Linked DNA regions of Mus musculus: all the other regions are linked to region 2. The links are chromatin contacts, called in public HiChIP or PLAC-seq and promoter capture Hi-C maps. All regions are on one chromosome and are shown on one strand. The core of a region is the stretch at or near the end of the contact, and the rest is flanking DNA. Distances in the headings are between cores, read along the strand shown.

Region 1 (3,709 bases), core at 302-2,801, 580 kb after region 2:
TATTTTTATTTAATTTTGACATTATTAAATAAAGTGTACTGTGCTAGAGCAAAAGGCTGCTATAGGAATGTAACTGGTATAGTAGCTTAAAGAACAGAGAAGTTTTCTATGAAAATTGTTTATGGGGCATGTTATAGGTCATGACTCTGCTCTATAAGGTTATCCAAAGATACAAACTCCTTCCTCGAATTCCCAAGGTCAGAGCAGAATACTCTTGTGATTTGTGTGGTCGGATGTAGAAAGCTCTGCTGATGCTGGTAGGGATAAGAAAGAGCTTGGATGGAAGGTTTAACCACCAGAGCCATCAAATTCTTAGGAATAAAGAATTAGTCATGCATTGGAAGATGGCACAGTGATGTGTACATACCCACATGTATGAGTATGGAGATCATAGATAATCCTCAGATGTGTTCCCCACTCACTCACTGGGAGAGAGGGAGAAAGGGAGAGGGAGAAAGATAAATTTTTTACATATATATAAATATGTAATACTATGTATGTTCCATATATAATATGTAAATTAAATTTTGTGTGTTTGTGTGTGTGTGTGTGTGTGTGTGTGTGTGTGTGTGTGTGTATTTGCCTGAATGTGTGTCCACTGTGTGCATATGGAGGCCAAAAGAAGCCTGACCCCCTAGGACTGGAGTTAAGTGTTGTAAGCTTTGATGTGGGTGTTACAAATTGAATTCCAGTCTTCTGGAGGGAGTAGCAAGTGCTTTTAACTGGTGGGGTGTTTTTTTTTTTTTTCTATCCTTCTATCTTATTTTTTTGAGACAGTCTATCATTGAACCTGGAGCTCACTGTTGGCTAGACTGTGTAAGCAGAAAGTCCCAGGGACTCTTCTGACTCTGTTATCCCTAATACCATGAAGACCCATCACTGTGCCTGCCTTAAAGTGGGTGTTGGGGATGTGAATTGAGGTCCTCATGCTTATATGCAAGCACTATTTCCTTAGATCGCTGGGTAGGTAGTAGGTTTTGATGACCCTCTGACATCTCTTACAGTTGGTTTAGTGGATAGGAATGGGAAGAAGTGATCGAATATACTGTGGCATGCTATCTTTTTCTTTCAAAGTTGATTTAATCTTCTTGCTGAATTCTGCTGTGAAGATTAGCCTGGATTGTATACCAGTTTTAGAAGAGCAAGAAACATGTATGTTTCTTAAATTGGTTTAACCATTGTGTTCTATAGTTCTCCTTGTATGTATATCTATGTAGTTATTAATTTGCTAGTATATAGAGTATTTGTAGAATTCTATTCTGTGGAAGTTACTTCCAGTAAATCTCTGCTAGTATTTGAATATTTAGGGGGAAAAAAGCAAGTGTAGCATGATATTTAAAAATTTTCTTTTTAAAATTCTTCTTTTCAAAAGTCACACTAAAATTAGAAAGCATGCTAAAGTTTATAAAGGTAGCGATAGAGATAAGGAAATAAGAATTCCTGAGCTGAGTGTGGCAGAGCTTCCCATAGTTTTAGCTATGCTGGCCAACAGAGTAGGAACTGATTCTGACCAATCAGCTGTTTTATGTGCATAGCAAAGCAACCCACTGAGAATTCCAGAAGGGGAAGCATTTTGAGGTCAAGTCTGGGTTCACTAGAACTAAGAGCTCAGAGGTCATTGTGAGCTGAGCTGTGAGCTGGGTGAAGGCTACAAAGGTGCAAAAGAATCCAGGCTTCACGGGATCAGAGGACTGGAAGTAGGGAGTTGACAGCACTTCGGTTGGATCCTCATGCCGTGGTAGATTATTATTGACAGGATGCCTGCCTGTCAGTGGACCCTTTCATTGCCCCACTGACTTGCATTACGAAGTCTAATCCCTGCTCTCTATGGCCTTCCTCCTTTCTAGGTATCCCAAGACTATCCTTCTTAAAGAGATATTTATGGGGAAGTTATTTGTTTCCTCCAGCTGGACAGTGTTAGAACCTAGTGTCTGAGACCTTCACTTGACACAATGTCACTTGACACAGTGCTATTTGAGCTACTTGAATGAGTCACACCTCAGAGCATCAGAGCATTGTGCTGACTTCCTGGGGAGATGGTACTCCTGGGGGATTTGGAAAGTCAGGAGTCATGACCTACTCAAGAATGAAAGTTTCAAAGTTTAGGTATTGACATGAAATGAAATGCCTTTGGAAAATTACTCATGTAGAAATAGTCAAAGCTTTATTGTTAGATTCTTGACATGATAGAATATTCTCACTTGACATGAATTGTATGAAGGAGTATTGAGATAGAATGCAGGGTTATTTCAAAAAATGTTGCAAACCTGCTTTTTTTTTTTTAATTAGGTATTTTCTTCATTTACATTTCCAGTGTTATGCCAAAAGTCCCCTATACCCTCCCACCCCACTCCCCTACCCACCCACCCCCACTTCTTGGCCCTGGTGTTCCCCTATACTGAGGCATATAAAGTTTGCAAGACCAATGGGATTCTCTTTCCAATGATGGCTGTATGAAGGAGTATTGAGATAGAATGCATGGTTATTTCGAAAAATGTTGCAAACCTGCTTTTTTAAAAATCAGTTTTTTTTTATTAAATGCTATGGTTTTTGGTTTGGTGGTTAGAGCTGGAGATGTGATTCGAAAATTATGGATATGATAACATATCTATTTAATGTTGGTTCTGGGCAATAGGCAGTTTCTGTTTGTATAAAAAGGAAATTTAATCATGTTCACAGTGGTATTACTTAAAACACGAGGCTTTTTTCTTTTGTATTAGCATATAAATAGACACATGTTCACATATCCATGCTAAGTAGACTTTTTACTTAGGTAACTTGTTTTATACAACAAATAAAACTTTATTAGCATAAAACAATCATAGAACCTGCCCTTAATGCCCATTAGTGAACTTTACAAGTTGAAGCTAAATTGCTGTAGGTTAATGGTGATAACTAGGGCTCTTAACTGCTCCAACAGCAGAGAGCTGTTTGTGATGTATGTTCTACTGCATTTTCCTGCTCTTGATAATCCCAGTTCCAGGTAGTTCTATTTCAGGTAAATTCTCTATTATAAACTTACAGAATTTCTGCATTCAATTTTCCATTGATTCTATTTATAAGTTGAGTGCACACAAGCAAAGAGAGTAGGAGCTCAACAGAGTGGTACAGGCAATTAAGGGGGAATCAGTATACCAGGTGCTGCTGGGAGGGCGGTAGTGTGTGGGAGTGTTCACTCTGCCTCCTGCAACCTCTGTCAGAGCTTCTGGCAGCAGCATCTTGGGGATGCAGATTCCTAGATGTAGAACCAGAGGGGTTGGAATTTGAGCTGGGGTTTGAGGGCACTGAATTTACTCCCCTCCAGGAAATTCTGCCTCAGAATCAAGACAAATGACTCAGTGTTTATCTCCTCTAAGAACTTAATATCCACTATAATGAAGATTAAATGGTATAGCTAGGTGGGTGCACTCATTGGTTCCCAGCATGTCCACAAAGCAAGATATCTGTTGCTGTAACTTTTGCCTAAAGTAGGTAGCAAGATGCTTAATGTGGTTTATTGCTGCAGTCCCATGGAAGCAGCCAAAGTCTTCAGGAGTGTCCGGTCCCTGGCTCCTTTGCTTTCACAGCTGGGAGGACTCTTCTGTAATAGGCTCACTCACTGTATGGGGGGATATGTAGATTTCACCTGTTTTGTTCAAGTGATTATCACAAGTGTATTTTCATTTATGAGATTCAAAAGATGAATCCAGTCTGGTAGGCCTGAGGTATT
Region 2 (3,924 bases), core at 101-2,600:
TGAATAAATCAGGACAGGACAACTAACAAAACTCTTAGTATCACTGCTGGGGGAAATACCCAACCCCAAGGATTTTACCTCAAATCAAGGGCAAAGTAAGATAACAGACCAACGTACCTATACTAAAGGAAGTAACATCTCAGAGTAAGAAAACCAAAGGAAGCATACTTAGGTCCTGTGTCCAGAAATTTATGCAAGAAGGCTTGATATACACTGCAAAAACGTAGCTGTCATAAACATCAAGGTCACACTGTTATTTCATGTGGCCACTGGCCACTGCTCTGCGTCTCCTATGGGCAACACTAATAGAAGGCCTCTACTTACTTTGGTCAGGTTATATTTATATATACTATGCTCAAGTATGTGGCTTAGGTGTCAAAGAGAATTTACAAACACTTGAAAATGTGATCGGCAAAGTAACCAAAACAGCAAGGAAGGTAGCATAATAGAAGATTTCTTAGAAAAGGGAGAAGTATCCTGGAGGCTTATTATCACCAGGTGTACTGCTTAGAGGTAAAAAGGTTTCAGTACCGCTTTGATGGCATACTTTGTAGGCCACAATAAGCAATGTAAAGAAAACCCATCTGAACTTCAAAGAAACTGCCTAGCAATCTACATCCGGGCAAGAGAGTGAGTGGTGTAGAGCTAACGGTCCTCGTCTTCAAGCACAAGAAACATCGAAGAGTTCAAGTTAGATGATAAAACCTCTAAGAACCTGATCAATCGTTCGGTTATGTCTGCTCGCGAAGTGAAATGGCATATTTATGCAACTTTTTGGTAAAACTGGCCCATTATGATGCCTTAAAACTTAGGAAATAGAAGTGTACGGGGAAGAAAAGGAAGTCTTCAGAAAGAGAAACAAAGGCGTGGCGGGGTTTTACCACTTCAGCATCTGCTTACCCCATCTCCGCCCCCCACCCTTCCTCCTTCCCAGAGGCCATACCCCGTCTTTGCGGGATCGAAGGCCACCATCTTCGAAAACTCTGGGCTTCCCACGGGACACAGACAGCCAGGTAGACGCCACTTGAGTACACAGGGAGCCAGAGAGAGTGCGCAGGATTAGGACTGTATCCTTCATCCACCTCGAAGCCTCGTCCCCACCGCCACCCGGACACCTGACATCCCCCGAGCGCCCGAGAAGGATGCCAAGCCAGACAGCTGAGAAGATGGCGTCACCTGTCACAGCAGCAGCACTCGCGTCCGCCTGGAACCAGCCTACGTCGCACTCAATTCGTAGATCCCCCCGCGACGAGGCTCCCGAGGCAGACCCAGAGCAGGAAAAAAAACCGGCCGATTCCCGCACTGACACAACCCGGCGACCCGAACTGGCGCGCCCGTACTTCCGGTAACTGCGGAAGTCCCGCCCTCAGAGATGGTCCTTAAAAAAAAAAAAACAGACCGGAAGCTCCGCCCCATGCCCAACGGCTGCGGAAGTTCTTTCCTGGTCTCCTTCGCTCAGTCCCACAGGCTTGTTCCGCGGGATAGTCTCCTGTTTTGGCTTTCGGCTTTGACGCCGGGTCCTGGAGACCTAAACTATGGCCTAGCAGCGCGCTGAGCCAAGACCCAGCGAGTGACTGCAGAACGAGTATGGCGTCCCCTGGTGGCGCAAGTAGGCTCAGCGCTTTCCCTGTTAGGAGCTTTCCCAAGGTGCTTACAGGCACTGCTAGACCCCAAATTCTGCACCACACACTAACGGTACACGCGATCCTTGCACGAATTGCTCCCCGAGACCCTGTAGCGTCGGTAACAGGGAGAAGCACACACAGCCTCCCGGACCGTGGGTACTTACCACTGCAGGGATTCCGGTGAGGGGTCCACGGTCAGGCAGGTTTTAAGTCCATCTGTCCTAAACACTCGCACAGCCCAAAAACTGGTAAGAAAAATAATCTATTAAAATGCAAAGTCGAGTGTACTATTTAACGTAATCGCTTTCAGAATCTCTCAAATCCAACTGCTTTACAGGCTGATCTGCTAGGAATGGCTCCTCAGGCAGGGCTCAGTGGGAGTCTTGCTAGCTGGCTGCAGGAGAGCCTGGTAGAGATAGAACTATTAATATTTCAGCTTATCTGCAGAAGATGACTCACCCAGTTTCCTTCTGAAATATCTGATCACCATTGGCTAAGAGGGGAAAATAGAATCAGCTGTTCACTGCAAAAGGTGGGACTTGAGCCGCTTTTCCCCGTTAATCAGGGTTGGGAAGACCTACATAGCAGAATGGAGCTGTTACATAAACAGCCTTGTCTCTGCGAGCAACTTGAACTAGATGTTTAAAACTCACCTACAGTAAAAGCATGATAGTATTTTCCTTCTATATGGGTCAACATTCTTCCTATAAGATAAAACTGAAGGTTCAGATTCAAGAAGCAGTAATGCAAGATGTTTGCTGGAGAAGAAATAAATTTATCGTATTTGGAGACTCGAATAACCAAAACATTCTGTACAAGAAATTGTGGGTTACTTGTGTATCAAGTATAATATTCAGGGGGCTGGAGAGATAGCTCAATGGTTAAGAGCTCTGACTGCTCTTAAACTGAGTTCAAACCCCAGCAACCACATGGTGGTTCACAACCATCTGTACAGCTAGAGTGTACTTGTATACATAAAATAAATAAATAAATCTTTTTTTAAAAAAAATATAGTATACAAAGCTTATCACTAGTAACAGTCTATAAATATGAACTGAGAAAAAAAAGATTTGGCTTCTCAGAGAAATCACTGTCAAATTTGGAGGCTGTGATATTTATTTAAGAAAATTTTAACTAGTAACAAAGAATGCATAAGACATTCTGCTGTTAATGATAGCCAGCAGAAAGTACTGTAAAGCATAGTTCCATATCCAAGTAGCATTCCACTAAGTTTGCAACAAAGCAGCCACATTTGGGTGCCACTTAAGATACTTTTAATGGAAGTACATTTTATCTTTGGTATATTTAGAGTTCCACCAAAAAAAAAAAAAAAACAAAGCGTGGTGGTTTTAATAAAATGGCCCCCATAGGCCTAGAGGGAGTGGCATTATTAGGAGATGTTGCCTTGCTGGAGTAGGTGGGATGTTGCTGGAGGAAGTGTGTGCCTGAGAGCAGTCTTTAAGGTCTCAGAAGGTCAAGTCTGGCAAGTGAGTCTCAGTCTCCTACTGCTTTCAGATCAAGAAGTAGAACTCTCAGCTCCTCCTGCAGTACCATGTCTGCCTGCATGCTGCCCTTCTTCCTACCAAGACAAGAATGGACTGAACCTCAGAGCTGTAACCAGCTCCAGTTAGATGTCTTTTGTAAGAATTGCTGTGGTCTTGGCGTCTCTTCACAGCAAGGAAACCCTAAGAGGTAGCTGTCTGTTAAGAGCACTGAGTATTCATGCAGAAGACCCAGTTTCAGTTCCCAGCACCCACAGGTTACAATTGACTGTTGTTGAGGTTCAGAAATTGCATCACAAACCATACGAACACAGATCTCAGGTAAGCAAAAATGGTTTGTAGAACACACACTCCAAGACTGATCAATCAGGACCACAAAAAGGATTCGGGAACCTAATTTTGTGGTACCAGTCTGTTTTTAGGGCAGGCTTTTTATAGGAAAAAACAGATTCAAAGGTTTAGAAGGTAAGGGGGTTGTGGGGGAGTAGCACAAAATGTTGCCTAACTAGACAAAAGTAGTAGCTGCTAACTTTAAGCTGATTGGTCCTGAGTAAGGTAAGAGGGGTGGCAGGTAGTAAAAGGGAATTTCAGAGCACTGAGATAACAGAGCATAAGTACTATAATCATAACTTCTTGGCTTATTAGTAGCATTCTTCAGTGTCAGCTATGGATAATCACTTCTGGAAAGTGGAGTCTGAGAACTGAACTTAATTTCAACTTATGAGCAAAATGGAGACTGAATACAAAATTGCTGCAGTGATGTTAAAAGGAGCAGGCTTCAACATCTGTAATTTCAG
Region 3 (3,736 bases), core at 934-3,433, 670 kb before region 2:
CCTGGAGCAGGACTGGTTTGTTTTGTTATTATCTGATGTATCACAATCCAACATAGTGTCTGTTCTTCTCAAAGTACATCACAAAATCTCTATACTATAGTAACCCTCACTGCACTTCCACAGAACCTCAGCCTCTGATGTGTACAGTCCGTGACAGTGTCACATGCTTTCTCGGTGCTCAGGAGAGGTCAGCAGTAGCACTGAGCACTCACGTTGCTTGAAGGGAACTCTTGAACCCAACCCAGAGTAGAAAGACTGATGTGGCTGCAGCCATCCCTTAGTAATACATCTCAACCAGGAAGTCAAATAGTCTAAAAGAAAAGAAAAAACACAGGTTCTCTATCTCAAAGGCCTACCTGTAGAAGCCTCTTGAAATTATTCATGGATAAAATGAATAATCAAGGAGTGATTGTTGTCTGCTAGTTATGGTCTAGAGTAGCTGAAAGGGATGAATGGATTCATGGAGGGGTGGTGGTTCATATCCCCATTTCACAGAGGAGGAGACTGAGGTACAGTTTCAGTAAATGAGTATAAATGGTGAAGTTAAGATTTAAAATCAGCCTGGCAGTGGTGGCACACACCTTTAATGCCAGCACTTGGGAGGCAGAGGCACATGGATTTCTGAGTTAGAGGCCAGCCTGGTCTACAGAGTGAGTTCCAGGACAACCAGGGCTACACAGAGAAACCCTGTCTCGAAAAAACAAAAACAAAAACAAAACAAAAAAATTTAAAATCAACTGTCTCTATATGTCATCAATCAAAGCTGAGCAAGGACCTTACCACTCACTCACTAATGCAGCAATCCATGGACAGCCTAATTACTTCCAATGTTCCCTGGGAGAATTATTTCTTACATAAGAGAAACACTATGAAAATACTCAGGCCCATAAGGAGCTTGAAAAAGGAAATATGGAAATGAGGAAACCACAGAAACAAAACAGTTTTCATGTCCTCCTCTTAAATCATCCCACTGAACTTTAGAGTGAACTTTAGAGTGGTTTATCAAACCAAACTTATGATGATTAACAATTGATGATTTAAATACAAGATGCCAGAATGGTTGCTGGAAGATATTCTTCTTCTTAAGTCTTATGTCAGAGTCTGGGAATCAGTCATTGAAACCTAGTATATCCCTGAAAATAAAATGGTTTAACATCAATTTTAATTTGCAGGCCACTTCTTCCTCAACATTACATTCTCTATGTAAATGTAACAATTTCTATAGACTATCTTCCTCCCTCCTTCTGTCATTTCCTTCCTCCCTCCCTCCCTCCCTCTCACCCTCCATCCCACCCTCTCTCCCTCACCTTCCTCCCTCCTTCCCTCCCTCTCTCCCTCCATCCCGCCCTCTCTCCCTCACCTTCCTCCCTCCCTCCCTCCCTCCCTCCCTCCCTCCCTCCCTCCCTCCCTCTCTCCCTCCATCCCGCCCTCTCTCCCTCACCTTCCTCCCTCCCTCCCTCTCTCTCTCTCTCCCTTCCTTCCTCCCTCCCTCTCTCCTTTCCCACTCTCCCCTCCTCTTCTCTCTCCTGGTCTCTCCTGTGATTGTTCTTCCTTCAGTGAATCAAACACCAGGAGGATCCCCTCTCTATAACATTCGGATGAAACCCTAGCATGCTTTTTGATGCATGTTCCTTTTCCTAAAGGAACAGCCTTGGGATATGAAAGGGAGGTGAAGTGGGAACTGAGCATAACAATCATGCAAACAGACAGAAGCGCCGGTCTCTGAGTAAACAATCCCTAAAGAGGTTGTCTCTTTGGCACTTAGAAATCTCAGCGTATTTCTGAAGTGAAGTCCTGAACAGGGAGAGATCCTTCCCTCTCCAGACAATGAGCATCTTAGTAAGTTAACTAGTTAAAAACTGCTAGGTTTGAGAAATCGGTCCCTGCGTGTTTTGAGCCTATCAAGTGGTTGCAGCAAGAAGCCTTGACATCCCAGGTAGTCACCCTCCTGCAAACTGCCCCGCTGGACTTCTCCCAGTAAAACCAGTTCGGTGTGATTGTGGCTTCCTCTGAAACCTTCCTTTCTCCTGGGCGGCTCCATCCAACCGAATGGGAGCTGAGTTTGCAAGCTACCAGAGGCGGTAGAGCTGGTGCTGCTGATGTCAGAGCCAGAAGACAGTTGTGATTGGATCTAATTAGACTTTGCGGCAGCAAATAGACGAGCTCCCTGCATGATTGGCTTTAAAGTGGATGGTGCCAAACAACTCGCAGAGGCGCAAAAGTAGCAGCTCTGCTTCTGGAGCCCAGACGAAGAGGAGAGAGCTCCAGGGCGCTCAGGACGCGCGGGAGAATCTTTCCCAGAGCTTTCAGCCTAAGGAAGGGTTCAGCTTTCCAGCGTGCACCCGAGGCTTCCAGCTCATCCGGAACCAAGGGACGGGCAATTATAGAGAAGGTGCTTGCTGAGGAGACCAGTCCTAAAAAGTGAGCCTGAGACTTGATTTGCAAAACCAGAAACACTCCCGACTGCGGCCGCAGCAGCAAGACTAAGAAAGGTGAAATTGCTGAAGGACCAGCTCCTCTCTGGGTCTCCCAACTGGCATGGCATCTGTCCTGGGGAGTGGCAGAGGGTCTGGAGGGCTAAGCAGTCAACTCAAATGCAAGTCCAAGAGGAGGAGGAGGAGGAGGTCCAAGAGGAAAGGTAAGAAGCTCGCTCTGTGAGCGCTCCCGGTGCTGGTGCCCGCTGCAACTCTCCCCTGTCTCTCCCCCTCGTCCTTCCTCAGATCTCGGTGGCCGCTTGTAGGTTTTCTCTTGTCTTCACTTTAGGATGCTTCTGGGATGTCCACCTTGAGTAGGGCACTTGTGAGTTCAAATCTCTTTGTAAATAGCCTGGGGGCTTTCCTCAAGCCAGGAAATTACAGCGAGCCAGCCAGCTGCTCAGCGGAAAATGTTTGGCAGGAGACACTGGGAAGAGAGCAGAGAGGGCTGAGCTGAGGAGCATCCATCCTCTGATGCTTGTATCCTGGGTACCACCGTCCCTACAGGAGACCCAAGGCTGGCACTTAGACACACTTGGAGCCAACAGTATCACAGGGTGCCAAAAGAAACACTCACTTAAGCCAACACACATAAAAAAGGGAAAGAGCTCTCGTCCCAGCTCCTCCCATCCAAATTGTCTCAGAGGAAAAAAGAGGGCAAAACCCTGGCAATTGCCTTCCCAAATTGATTGGCTTATTTTTTTTTTTCCTTAGTGAGATATCCAGTGGCCATGTAAACACTGGCATAGACAAAGAGGACAAAACACGTCCTTGCAGAAATTACTGCCTAAAAAGAAACGAATGCTGTGTCTTACTGGTAGCAAAAAAAGAAAGAAAATTACATCTTGCAAACCAGAAAAGAAGAGGGAACCGGGTGGCAGGTTGCAGCTGACAAACTCAGGCGGTGCCTTGTTACTAATGTTGCTGGAAATGAGTTCACATAACTTAGTCAATGTCACCACAAGCGCAGGGCTTTCACGCAAGGATTTGTGTCAAATTAGCAATTCCTCCAGCGTGGTAAGCAGTGCCCTAGAATGCATCTTTAGCTCATATGCACAGAAGGATAAAAGATGATTCCAAAGTTGTCCCTTCTTTCTCAGAGAGGGGCTTGCATTGATGCTAGTTCTTTGTGAGTTTGTAGAAGTTCAGTGTTCTTACCAGTATCTGAAAGGTGTTTTGGTTTTCTCTAGTTTTTAAAATGTTCGTAGTGTTATGCAGAACGGACACAACTTAGCGAATTGACTTTTAAAAATTGTGCTCAT

Evidence for each region. Promoter capture Hi-C pulls out the DNA fragments that hold promoters and counts their contacts. HiChIP or PLAC-seq counts read pairs in DNA pulled down with a chosen protein or histone mark.
Region 1: an H3K4me3 HiChIP or PLAC-seq map of bone marrow-derived macrophages shows a contact between it and region 2, with 3 times the contacts expected there. The contact joins the enhancer-like site here to the promoter of Wdr37 in region 2. A contact is called at or near these places in 3 of 39 promoter capture datasets (the HPC-7 cell line, liver and pre-B cells), 1 of 484 Hi-C or Micro-C datasets (the HPC-7 cell line), 4 of 115 datasets of contacts at active chromatin or transcription factors (bone marrow-derived dendritic cells, bone marrow-derived macrophages, embryonic stem cells and 1 more) and 2 of 9 other capture datasets (liver and macrophages).
Region 3: a contact with region 2 is called in a promoter capture Hi-C map of neural stem cells. The contact joins the promoter of Adarb2 here to the promoter of Wdr37 in region 2. A contact is called at or near these places in 2 of 39 promoter capture datasets (hippocampal neurons and neural stem cells) and 1 of 115 datasets of contacts at active chromatin or transcription factors (embryonic forebrain).

What each region holds. Positions count from the first base shown.
Region 1 is chr13:9,452,995-9,456,703 of GRCm38.p6, forward strand. All of the region lies in intron 1 of Dip2c (disco interacting protein 2 homolog C), which reads left to right. Among named protein-coding and RNA genes, the nearest start is that of Dip2c, 180 kb to the left of the region's middle. Within about 2 kb of position 1,552, at least 18 of the 459 cell types and tissues checked have an H3K27ac peak or open chromatin away from gene starts, as enhancers often do. A contact at or near this core is called in bone marrow-derived macrophages, where this site is marked.
Region 2 is chr13:8,869,694-8,873,617 of GRCm38.p6, forward strand. It overlaps Wdr37 (WD repeat domain 37), which reads right to left and starts at 1,351. Exons shown (of 14, transcript NM_172445.3): 1 at 1,177-1,351.
Region 3 is chr13:8,200,683-8,204,418 of GRCm38.p6, forward strand. It overlaps Adarb2 (adenosine deaminase, RNA-specific, B2), which reads left to right and starts at 2,184. Exons shown (of 10, transcript NM_052977.5): 1 at 2,184-2,638. The coding sequence starts at 2,539.